Linked DNA regions of Salvelinus alpinus: region 1 is linked to region 2. Evidence: chromatin contacts called from public Hi-C data. All regions are on one chromosome and are shown on one strand. The core of a region is the stretch at or near the end of the contact, and the rest is flanking DNA. Distances in the headings are between cores, read along the strand shown.

Region 1 (6,448 bases), core at 2,607-5,106, 300 kb before region 2:
ACGGGGGGCCACTTACACAGTCATGAAGAAGGCGAGACAGCGCCTCTTCCCCTCAGGAATTTGAATTTTTTTGGCATAGGCCCTCAAATCCTCAAAAGGTTCTACAGCTGCACCATTGAGAGCACCTTGACTGGCTGCATCACTGCTTGGTATGGCAACAGCACCACCCTCGATCACATGGCACTACAGAGGGTGGTGTGGACAGCCCAGTACATCACTGGGGCCGAGCACCCTGCCATCCAGGACGTCTATATCAGGCGGTGTGAACGGAAGGCCCGTAAAATTGTTAAAGACTCCAGTTACCCAAGCCATAGACTGCTCTCTCTGCTTGCGCACGGCAAGCGGAACCTGTGCATCAAGTCTGACACCAACAGGCTCCTGAACAGCATCTGAGGGTCTGAGTTGACCCTTGTATTTTATTTTTATTTTGCACTCTATGCACACTCACAGGACTCCAACACACACATAACATGCACACACATCTATACTGAGTGTACGCACATGCACAGACACTTACAATCATATAATTTTACACTGCTTCTACTCTGTTTATCATACAGTTGAAGTCGGAAGTTTACATACACTTAGGTTGGAGTCATTCAACCACTCCACAAATTTCTTGTTAACAATCTATAGTTTTGGCAAGTCGCTTAGGACATCTACTTTGTGCATGACACAAGTCATTTTTACAACAATTGTTTACATACAGATTATTTAACTTATAATTCACACACAGAAGTATACATACACTAAATTGACTGTGCCTTTAAACAGCTTGGAAAATTCCCAAAAATTATGTAATGTCTTTAGAAGCTTCTGATAGGCTAATTGACATAATTTGAGTCAATTGGAGGTGCACCTGTGGATGTATTTCAAGGCCTACTTTCAAACTCAGTGCCTCTTTGCTCGACATCATGGGAAAATCAAAAGAAATCAGCCAAGACCTCATAAAAACAATTGTAGACCTCCACAGGTCTGGTTCATCCTTGGGAGCAATTTCCAAATGCCTGAAGGTACCATGTTCATCTGTACAAACAATAATACGCAAGTATAAACACCATGGGACCACGCAGCTGTCATACCACTCAGGAAGGAGACGCATTCTGTCTCCTAGAGATGAAAAGTACAAATCAATCCAAGAGCAACAGCAAATGACCTTGTGAAGATGCTGGAGGAAACAGGTACAAAGTATCTATATCCAGAGTAAAACGAGTCCTATATCAACATAACCTGAAAGGCCGCTCAGCAAGGAAGAAGTCATTGCTCCAAACGGCATAAAAAAGCCAGACTACGGTTTGCAACTGCACATGGGGACAAAGATCGTACTTTTTGGAGAAATTTCCTCTGGTCTGATGAAACAAAAATAGAACTGTTTGGCCATAATGACCATCGTTATGTTTGGAAGAAAAAGGGGGGGGGGCTTGCAAGCCAAAGAACACCATCCCAACCGTGAAGCATGGGGGTGGAAACATCATGTTGTTGGGGTCCTTTGCTGCACGAGGGACTGGTGCACTTCACAAAATAGATGGCATCACGAGGAAGGAAAATTATGTGGATATTTTGAAGTAACATCTCAAGACATCAGTCAGGAAGTTAAAGCTTGACCCCAAGCATACTTCCAAAGTTGTGGCAAAATGACTTAAGGACAACAAAGTCAAGATATTGGAATGGCCATCACAAAGCCCTGACCTCAATCCTATAGATTTGTGGGCAGAACTGAAAAAGCGTGTGCGAGGAAGGAGGCCTACAAACCTGACTCAGTTACACCAGCTCTGTCAGGAGGAATGGGCCAAAATTCACCCAACTTATTGTGGGAAGCTTGTGGAAGGCTACCCGAAAGGTCTGACCCAAGTTAAACTTTTTAAAGGCAATGCTACCAAATGCTAATTGAGTGTATGTAAACTTCTGACACACTGGGAATGTGATGAAAGAAAGAAATAATTCTCTCTACTATTATTCTAACATTTCACATTCTTAAATAAAGAGGTGATCCTAAATGACATAAAACAGGTTATTTGTACAAGGATTAAATGTAAGGAATTGTGAAAAACTGATTTGAAATGTATTTGGCTAAGGTGTATGTAAACTTCCATCTTCAACTGTATATCTTGATGCCTTGTCACCTTACCCCTATACATATCTACCTCCATCACTCCAGTGTCCCTGCACATTGTAAATATGGTATTGGAACTGACCCTGTATATACAGTAGCTTCTTACTTTCTCATGTTCTTCTTACTTATATTTCTTGTGTTTTTGTTCTACCTTATGTTAGTTATTTTGCTACATTGATATTGATCACTGTATTGTTGGGTTTGGAGCTAGCAAAAAAAAGCATTTTTCACTGTAGGCCTACTTGTGCACATGACAATAAAACGTTAAATTGAAAGGATGTTTTTTTTTTAGATCAGTGGGTTCCCTAAACTAACGGAGCAATATACAGCACCCACATGGCCATAAAAGCACAATCCCAAAACGAGTTCAACAATGTGAACAGAAAATGCTTCCACCCACTTAATGTGCAGGTGATAAGATTATGTGATGCGCAAAAGACGCTGCTGAATGTGGTGGTAAGGTGGCCAGGTTGAACGTACGGCTCGTTCCTTCTGCAGAACAGCAATGATGGCCTTCGCCTACAGGAGGGAGCTGTTGAGGATGGGGTAGTGTTGCCTACTCGTTTTAAGTACATTTTGACATTGCTAAAGCAACTTGAATTGTCCTAACGGTCCTCTCTTTCTAGCTATGTTTTTTTTGTCTTCTGCTCAAGCCGCAACTGAGCGAGCCAAATCAAACCTTTTGGTTGTACTCAACCTCTGACACCAGCACCTCTATTTCAGTCGAGGAAAAGTTGTTGTTTCTTACTTTGTAGGATTGTTTGATAAATCACACTTCTTCCATGCATACGAACATTCTAGAGTTTACGAGTTGGATGACCGTTTAAAATGTTTTTTTCTTTCTCTGAGTTCCCAGTTGTCTTGAACGCACTGAAGTCGGATGTCTAAGATATCCGAGTTCCAAGTTCCCCTTGGTTTTGAACGCGACATGTAATCCCCCGCGTGCCTTTTCCTGACAGACATCGTTGAATAAATGTTACAAGATCATTCCTGCTATAATTTGAGTATGTAGAGTTCAATGTTTTTTGTGTTTGTGATGCTAATATCCCAGTCAATTCAATCCAACGTCTATTCCACGTTGCTCCTAATAATTTAATTGAAATGACGTGGCAACAACGTTGATTCAACCAGTGTGTGCCCAGTGGGATAGTCCTACCTGCTCCCGGAGAAAGTCCACCCTCTCATCTGCCAACGCAGCTCCTGTCTTGGTGTCCTGGGGAACACGCACCCCTCCACTAGTGCTGCTGCTGCCGCCCTCGGCCATGGCGCTGGAAGAAGGGAGCGAGGGGACATTTGGTTTTAGAGGAGAAATAGCAGAGGTTTGCATTCTGACATGGAGAATAGAGGGAGAAAGATAGAGTGGGTATGTAAAGGAAATGGACGGAGACAGGAGCTGGAGAGAGGGATGGAGAAAATAGAGTGGGACCTAACCCATTGACGGGAAGAAAACATGCGTCACCATCAACTCACCTTGAAGCTGAATGCTAAAGTTAACAAAACCAAATCTTCCAGCCAGGACCCAGTTCCACTGTTTGGGAAAAGCTGCTATAGACATGCACAAAGCTGAATATCTATCTATCTAATGAATGCGGTAGTCAGCCGATCGGAGCCTCTCTATCCCAGCTCTGAGGACAGGTGAGGAGGTAAGCTTATACCACACCTAGAGAGACTGTCACCTTACACCATAGCAACAGACGGCGACATATCTCACCTGTCACAGCCAGGTGAAACAGGAGCCTTCATGGGAGCCCTTGTCCTGACAGTGACACCTACTAACAGATCCACTTTCTCACCACTTGAGGGCAGTGTGGGATAACTTTTGGTAGAAGTGACATCAACTCTAATCCAAAATGACCCGAACCATGACATCCTATTAGACATGATACAGCATTTATGTAAAAACATCTAAAAACGGGACATATGTATAACTGTGTTACTTAAAATACCACGATTCTGATTAACCTTTAAAAAAAAAAAACATGTTGCCTCTAACTGTAATGCATAGATATAATAATGACATATGAGATGGGAAGACTGGGGATGATGGTGATATCAGTGATCATTGGCATTTGAGTCAGAATTTATTTGATAAATGTAGCTCATTAGTACTAAAGCAATGCAACGTTTTGAACCTCTGGGTCTCCACAGAAACACAGTGTTTATCAGGATTCATGTCCATATATTTCTGGATAAAATGTGAAATTGCGGTTAAGGACAACATTTACTGGGTGTACCATTGAATGGACATGTGGCCTTATAGTTCAAGCTTCTATTGGATCCGTTTATAGTCTCTCAACTCACAGAAGTTCAGGTAAGGACAAACACTATCGGCCATATTTTATAAATCAATAAAACATATATTAATTGATACTTTTCATGACATCAGAACTGTGCCTTTCTCTCTGCTCTGTGTTTTACCAATGACAACATCATCATATTCAATGTACTAACCGAAAATATTTTTGTGTGTTAAATTTAAATTCTCTGCGTCTCTCTGTCTGCCTGCATTGTAGCCCAGTCTCTGTCCCCTGAGCTGTACTGTAGCTAAAGCCATTTCACAGTGCTGAGAGACAGACCACTGCTGCCCATCCCTCTGACCTCACACCCAATGTCACAGCGTCTCCACTGGGACTACTGTAGAGAGAGAGAGAGAGAGAGAGAGAGAGAGAGAGAGAGAGAGAGAGAGAGAGAGAGAGAGAGAGAGAGAGAGAGGAGTTGGAGAGGGGGATAGAGGGAGGACGGTGAAGGGGGGAGAAAGAAGATAGCCAGCTATCTCTCAGCATACAGATGAGACAGGGTCCAGAGAGATGGAGAGAGAGGGAGCAGAGGAAAACAAAAGAGGACAGGAATGAAGGACTAGATATGCTGTGGCTATAATTAATAACGTTAACCAACGTTTTCCTCTCACATTTTGCTTCTCTCAACAGTTATCACCAGTGGTGTCAATAGAGGATCTGCTAGCCCCATACTCAACAAGTGCCTCGTGATTCATCAAATATGTTTCTATTGTCACATACACCAGACAGGTGCAGTGAAATCTGTTGTTTTACAGGGTCAGCCATATTAGTTCTGCACCCCTGGAGCAAATTAGTGTTAAGCGCATTGCTCAAGTGGACATCGATAGATTTTTTTACCTCGTCTGCTCAGATATTCGAACCAGCAACAACGCTCTAACCGCTAGGCTACCTGCCGCCTAAAATCAAGATCATCGTAGTCGTCCTTGGTCATCATCGTCATCTTCGTCATCATCATCGTCATTCTCTTAAGGACAACTAACTCTCACAGTTTCACGTCAGAATAAGGTGCCCATCCATGTTTCTCAAATGTAAAATGTAGAAGTTGTTGCAAACGTCAAATGTTGAAGTGTTTAAGGTTACGTTAAGGCATTAACTCCACATTTTTAAGGTTAGGGATAAGGTTTCGGATAGGCTTGAAACAAATAACTTTCTATCGCTGGATTTCAACTTCAAACCTTTGGAATCAGGGGCAGATGCACATCCGCCATCCATGTCCACAATGCCCCAGCAAAACCCAAACCACCTAATGTGACAACGCCCACCGTTGCCCCTAGTGGCCGGTTTCCACGTCATCTCCCGACGTCTTCAGACGTGGATGGACGTTGAATACTGACTTGTGTCACGGGTGACCTGGCTGCTTAAGGTACCACCACTACACACACACACTACAGCATCACAATAGCCCTTCTAAACCGGGCCAGCAAGGCTGATGTTGACTCCGAGACCCAAACCAACAATGTGTGGGTTAGCTGCTCTCTGTAAGTAGCAGAGCAGAGTAGCGGATGTTAGTCTTAGCCTGCCACCTTTCTCTCCTCTCTTCTCTCCTCTTCTCTCTACCCCTCTCCACGCTCTCTCTTCGCAGTTGCCATGGCTACGTGGCGCCTCGCGTGTGGACTGCTCCTCTTCAGCCCTGAGCCCCTGGCCTCTCTAACATTCTTCCTCTCCTCTTCACTCCACCACTCCTCTCCTCCATTAGAGTTGGGAGAAATGTATATGCAGATTCATTTTGGGATTTTCTCTCTATCTCTCTCCTTCACCTTCTCTGTCTCTATGATCTCTATCTCTCACACACTTGGTCTATGGCTCCCTTGAACTTCCATTCACTCTGTCCACTCCAGGGCCATTTTTTATCAGCGCTCCTTGGCACTCCAGGGAAAACCTACGTTGGGGATATACTCTAGGGAGAAAGAGGTACTCAGAGAAGGATGGAAAGAGAGAGAGAGAAATGGTGACGGGAGAGAGACAGAGAGAGCGGGACTACGGGAGGAACTGAGGGAGGGAGACAGGGAGAATGATGGTCACACACCCAGGCATACAC
Region 2 (6,895 bases), core at 253-2,752:
AGAGAGAGAGAGAGAGAGAGAGAGAGATAGAGAGAGAGAGAGAGAGAGAGAGAGATGTGTGTATGTCTGTATGTGTAATGTTTACTGTTCATTTTTATTGTTTATTTGACTTTTGTATATTACCTACCTCACTTGCTTTGGCAATGTTAACACATGTTTCCCATGCCAATAAAGCCCCTTGAATTGAATTGAATTGAATTGAGAGAGAGAGAGAGAGAGAGAGAGAGAGAGAGAGAGAGAGAGAGAGGGAGAGAGAGAGGGAGAGAGAGAGAGGTATAGGAGGTATAGCGCAGCACGCGCAACCGTATAGAAAGCTTTGTTCTAACACCTTACGGAGTAACTAAGCCACTACGCCGGGGAAAGGGCGGTGTTCCGAAATCCAGAACATTTACAAACATTCATTCACTACTGAATAATAGTCTGATTATGTCATAACTCCGTTTTCAGAATGTACCAAACAACTGGACAGTCAAGTCATAACTGATGAGTTGTAACGCGCACACATCACGCATGAACACCACCACATTGCCAAACCATAAAGTCCACAGGAGTGATCAAATGTCTCAGACTACCCTTATAGAATTCCAGCTACTGTATATGTTTCAATCTCTCCAAACCATCTCCCAGTCTGACATCCAAGCCACCTAAAAAAAAAGGCCCTGTCTTTGGGTGTCGAGCTGTAAGAGTCTCTAAAGTAGTTACTTACGAGTGTAGTAATTTGTCGGGAAATGGTCTGCTCTAATTTTGAGCTGAGTATCGACGTTAATATAATAACGAAGTGAGAGGCCCAGCAGCAACTTGACAAATTAATGTAATTGCAATCTTACTCTTGATTTGCACGACTGCTGTATCCTAGATGGAACAGTAGTCCTGGACTACTTGAAAAATGGTGCTATTATTACTAGGAATAGTATCATTATTATTATCAAACCTTATAAAAGTTGGATGCGTTTAAAAGGTCAAATGGGTATCCAACCATTGACAATAGGCCTACATGAAAAGCTATAAGTTGTGCTTCTGAAGTGAAAGGATTGCTCCTGCGTAAACCATATTGCCTCCACATCACCACAGCATTGCCTCGGTGCTATACAATGTACTTCAAGCAGAAAATACTCGAACAGTTTCCCATGACTCTTCGACGCTGTGTTCTATCTGGTCCAGGATTCATTCTGACCACACGGTCAGAGCACTTAACGGAGAGACTACGGTTCCGGCCACCGCGGAGTCGCAACAACCTCCGCGGTTCACCTCGCAGCGAATCACGAAGTCAAAACCGTTACAATCATTAAACACTCTCTTACCTTCATTCTCTGGGTAATTCCGTAAGCCTTCACATGGTGCGAATTCGTGAAAAAGAAAAAGTGAGAAAAGCAAAAGGGATGGATAGATCCAAAGGAAGAGTAGTGCCATTTTTCAGGCTGCGCTGCGCGCTCGCTGCATCCCTGTTCGTGTGGAGTTGGTGAGCGAGCCCTCGCGAATGAGTGGATGAGAGCAGAAAAGGAAAAGAGAGAGGGAGCGAGAGAAGGGAAAGAGGAGGAGACGGGAAGGAGGGTCCAGCGCAAGCCAAGCGCTGTCAATCTCGGGCGAGCCGGGTGGTGTGGAAACGCGAGACCTCGCGCTGTCGCGACACACACAAGCACGCACATACACACACACGCTATTCTGAGGACACACGCGGGCCTGCGATCTCCATCACTGCACCTCTGATGTTTGGAGAACGGTGCACATGGATACAGAAGGTTTTTATCCAAGGGTACCTGAAGATTCAGACTGAAAGTGAGTTGTATCTGCTGATGGTTGTCCATCGGTCATAGGCCTATTTCATTTAGTTGAATGGGCAGTTAAAGATTGATGAGGTAGTTGGGGGGCTCACAGGGAAACTGCCTGTGTCAAGCTCACCATTGTAGGTCTGCTCTACATTCAAAGAATGACAGCAGCTACAGGCAACAGCTCTCAGAAGAACCCAGTTTCATGGATTCCGGATTCAAATCCAATGCTTGTATGGAGATGTATTCTGGTTGGAATGTGTGTGGTTGCGCTGTGATAAGACGTGTGTGTGTCTGACTGGCGGTATTTTTCTGGGGGTCTAAATGAATAAATCATGGTTTCTGCCTGTCATATTAAATGCATGTGTGAAGAGTGGGGAAGGGGGGAGAGTGCGCGAGGTCAACCTCAATCTTCTGCTTTTTAACACAACAGACCGAAACAGCGTGCAGGGAATTCAGCACCACGGAGAGAGCACGAGCATTTTAACAGGACAGATGTACCCCTCTCGCTTTGCTTTCCTCTTGTGTGTGTTCTTTCTGTTTCGGTAAACCTACTAAATTAATGTCAACCCCCCAGTTAATTCCTTATTAGAACCTACATCCATTGTGTCCGCAACATCCAACCCACACGCCTCAATCACACCGACAGCATCATTGCATAACATCGTACGCAGCATCATCTGGTTATGTGTGCAACAAAAGTTCAACATTCACTTTTTTGCTACCATTTCTGTCAAGCCGTCTACGCATAGAATATGATGCATACCGCTGTAGGTGTGATCGAGGCTATAGGCAACCAACTACACAAGAAGTACATTCATTTCCAATGGAACGCTGCGTTTGCCTTGCAGCATTGCGTTGCAGAGGTCGTTGCAATGCGTTCTGTGTGGTCAAATTGTATGAGTGGACTTGACAGAAATAGTAGCAAAAGGTGACTGTTGAACTTTTGTTGCACACATATCCACCAACATTCACCTTCTGCTACCATTTCTGTCAAGCCGGTAGTCTACACATACATTTTGATCCATATTTTGATACATCCATTTTATGCACCACACAGAACGCACTGCAACTGCCTCTGCAATGCAATGCTGCCAGGCAAACTCAGCGTCCCATTGGAAATGAATGTAGTGTACATCTGGTGTACCAAAATGCAATGACGCTGTATGTGTGATCAAGGTGTTATGGTTTCATTTTGCCGGATGTCTAGCCTTATTTTCCGTACTTGACCGCATGTGCTTCGCTTTTCAACTCGCTAAAAGCTAGCTAGTTGGAGTGTGTGTGTGTGTGTGTACACCAGTTGAAAATATTGACCTCATGCGTACCGCAGCATTTCGGAATTACACCAGAATGACATTTATTTCCAATGAAACACCGTGTTTGCCTTGCAGCGTTGCAGAGGCAGTTGCAGTGCGTTCGGTGTGGTGCATACGTTGGATTTATCACAGTATGCCTCAAACTGTATGCGTAGACGGCTTGACAGAAATAGTAGCAGAAGGTGAATGTTGAACTTTTGTTGCGTACATTTCCAGATTAGAGGTCGACCGGCATGGCCAATTAATTCGGGACGATTTCAAGTTTTCATAACAATCCGCATTTTTGGATGCCGATTACGGCCGATTACATTGCAATCCACGAGGAGACTGCGTGGCAGGCTGACTACCTGTTACGTGAGTGCAGCAAGGAGCCAAGGTAAGTTGCTAGCTAGCATTAACAGTATCTTATGAAATACAATCAATCTTAACATAATCACGAGTTAACTACACATGGTTGATGATATTGCTAGTTTAACTTCTTATGGCTGGGGGCAGTATTGAGTAGCTTGGATGAATAAGGGGTCCAGAGTAAACTGCCTGCTACTCAGGCCCAGTTGCTAATATATGCATATTATTAGTAGATTTGGATAGAAAACACTCCGAAGTTTCTAAAATTGTTTGAATGATGTCTGTGAGTATAACAGAACTCATATGGCAGGCAAAAACCTGAGAAAAAATCCAACCAGGAAGTGGGAAATCTGAGGTTTGTAGTTTTTCAACTCTTTGCCTATCCAAGATACAGTGGAAATTTGGTCATATTGCACTTCCTAAGGCTTCCACTAGATATCAACAGTCTTTAGAACCTTGTTTGATGCTTCTACTGTGAAGGAGGGGGGAATGGGAGCTTATTGAATCAGGGGTCTGCCAGAGTGGCATGAGCTGGTCACGCACGCTCACTTGAGAGCGACCTGCGTTCCATCGCATTTCTACAGACAAAGGAATTCGAAGGCCAGCATACCGGAGTCGCCTCCTCAATGTTGACGTTGAGACTGGTGTTTTGCAGGTACTATTTAATGAAGCTGCCAGTTGAGAACTTGTGAGGCATCTGTTTCTCAAACAAAAAACTCCACTTTGGCCAGATTATTACATGACCCATCAAATTACCAGGTGTGACTGGGGGTGATTACGGCCATTTGTTGTATTTTATAAACATGTGTACATGTCTAGACAATAGTGACCTATCCACTTAGCTAGATGTGGGTGAGGGGCAGTTATAGCATTAACTTCACATGACCCATCAATTTAGACAAGTGTGTCGGGTAAAGCGTCATCTATTAACGATAAAATATTTATCAAATATTTTTATCTGGACACTTTCTGTTTTTGATATTGCTACTATGCAAGTACTATAACTGTACCGTTTACACCTTCTGTGCATGTGACAAATAAACGTAGATTTCATTTGGTATAGCGTGTGTTTACCACATGGCCTCACATGTGAATCCTTAAGAAGAATGCAAGGTCGGGCGTCCGGCAGAGACCGAGAGGGAGGAAGAGGGCGACGAAATGGAAACGACAGGGCAGGGCCATCAGTAGAATGGTGATTATAGCGGGCAAGAAATGTATAAAGAAAGGGGCCTGCAGACAGGACCCCAACACCTAATAATGGTGATGAGTACAGAGAATAATTCAAGGTCCAAGCAATGGGGCCGTGCCAGAAATAGGATGTGGATTATAGCGGGCAAGAAATATACAAACAAAGGGGCCGGGGAACAGGACCCCAACACCTAATAATGGTGATGGGTACATATAAGTTTAAGGCCCAAGCAATGGGGCCGTGCCAGCATTAGAACGATGATTATAGCGGGCAAGAAATATATAAACACTATGGGCGACCTCGAGCGGAAACGAGAGGGAAACAGGTCGGAACGTGAGCTAAGTGACACAGGATGCACCTCCTGACAGCCGAAAAAGAGATGGGTGGGACTAAGGCTTAAGAAGGAGTGAACAATGCTGAATGGGCGTAGACAAAGAAGCGCTCTCCAGTAGGTGTACCAAAACAGTCATGGCCCATTTTCTAAAAAGTTAGGTTTATCAACTTTCAAAGCAGAATTGCTTTCCCGTTGTTCCTCAACTGCAGTGTCTGATATACCATTTTCTAACTCTGAGTCTCTACTTTTTTATGTATATTTTCCCCCTTTTTCTCCCCAATTGCGATCTTTTCTCATCGCTGCACCTCCCCAACAGGCTCGGGAGAGGCGAAGGTCGAGTCATGCGTCCTCCGAAACATGACCCGCCAAACCACGCTCCTTAACAACCACTCGCTTAACCCAGAAGCCAGCTGCACCAATGTGTCGGAGGAAACACCGTTCAACTGACCACCGAAGTCGGCCCGCAGGCACCCAGTCCTCCACAAGGAGTCGCTAGAGTGCCATGAGCCAAGTAAAGCCCCAATGGCTAAACCCTCCCCTAACCAGGATGATGCTGGGCCATTTGTGCGCCACCCTATGGAACTCCCAGTCATGCCCGGTTGTGACACAGCCTGGGATCGAACACGGGTCTGCAGTGACACCTCAAGCACCGCGATGCAGTGCCTTAGACCGCTGCGCCACTCGGGAGGCCCCCTGAGTCTCTACTTTTATCCAATGTACAAAACACAATTTCAAATTTTGCTACATAAGACCGAATCGAGGCGGTCGGTCACATATGCATCAGGTGGACATCGGACATCACACCTACAGCGTCGTTGCGCAGTATAATCTGGATATGTGTGCAACAAAAGTTCAACATTCACCTTCTGCTACCATTTCTGTCAAGCCGTCTACGCATACAGTTTGAGGCATAGGTGTGATGAATCCAACGTATGCACATAGCCGTGGGAAGTAGTTTGGGGGTGGTGGTTGATTCCTATATTTTTCTGCAGCACCCTCAGCGCCCCTACTTCCCGCAGCTATGCATATGCACCACACAGAACGCATTGCAACTGCCTCTGCAATGCAGCAAGGCAAACGCAGCCTTCCATTGGAAATGAATGGACTTCTGGTGAACCAAAAGGCAATGTCGCTGTCAGTGTGATCGAGGTGTTAGGCCTATACCTAAACAGCTTTGCATCAACGTGGCTGCTAGTTGATTTCATTTGAACCAAGATTTATTTTTTAAAGAAGAATTGTAGGTTATTAACTAAATCAGTTGTGAATCAGAGACTATTGAATGTTGTCCGGACATCTTTGCCCTGTGTTCCAGCTGCTAAATAGTGTTCTAGTTCACCGCAGACAGGTTTGGATGATTAACGCTGGGTCACGACCACAATTATATTTACCACCGATAGCATATCTTCAGCGCACTCCTGTCCGAAATGAGGCTCCTGAAAGACCCATAAAAACGTCAAACACACACTGATTTATGTCGTTTCCCCCTATATGTCAGCGTTCGGTTTGTGCTGTGTGTGTGTGCAGCCCAGAAATTTGTTACGGGTCCAATTATGATGACGATTTGTTCCGTGTGCCAGCTTTACTCAGATGACCTAATTTCCTAGTTGAGTGTGGCGACAGAAAAACAAGCAGTGTTTTTTTCTCTCTCTCCTTTTTTCTTTTCTCCTTTTCTCTCCTGCCACGAAGCTGCATTCAGTCGTCCGTCTGGTGACAAAACAGTGCGCTGTCATGCATTCCAACGGTGACAACGTGATGTGCCTCTTAAATCCGCGTCGCTAACCCCCACCACACACACACACCGGAGTAGGCCCTGTGGAAGCAGACAAGCTTCTATAGGTAAACCCGTGCAAAGTGCTCCAACAGCAAACGACATCTGAAGGACTCAGTGGGCTTCATACAAATGGACACATGGACCCAAGTAAGCCACATTTGAGATTGCTGT

Evidence for each region. Hi-C and Micro-C count contacts between places; a contact is called where the count stands out from the background.
Region 1: a Hi-C map of muscle shows a contact between it and region 2, with 5 times the contacts expected there. The contact joins the promoter of LOC139560025 here to the promoter of epha4b in region 2. A contact is called at or near these places in 2 of 3 Hi-C or Micro-C datasets (muscle and red muscle).

What each region holds. Positions count from the first base shown.
Region 1 is chr30:38,673,617-38,680,064 of SLU_Salpinus.1, reverse strand. LOC139560025 (dynein beta chain, ciliary-like) reads right to left here and starts at 3,856. Exons shown (of 31, transcript XM_071376522.1): 1 at 3,825-3,856; 2 at 3,270-3,381. The coding sequence starts at 3,856.
Region 2 is chr30:38,373,869-38,380,763 of SLU_Salpinus.1, reverse strand. It overlaps epha4b (eph receptor A4b), which reads right to left and starts at 1,502. Exons shown (of 19, transcript XM_071377116.1): 1 at 1,302-1,502. The coding sequence starts at 1,410.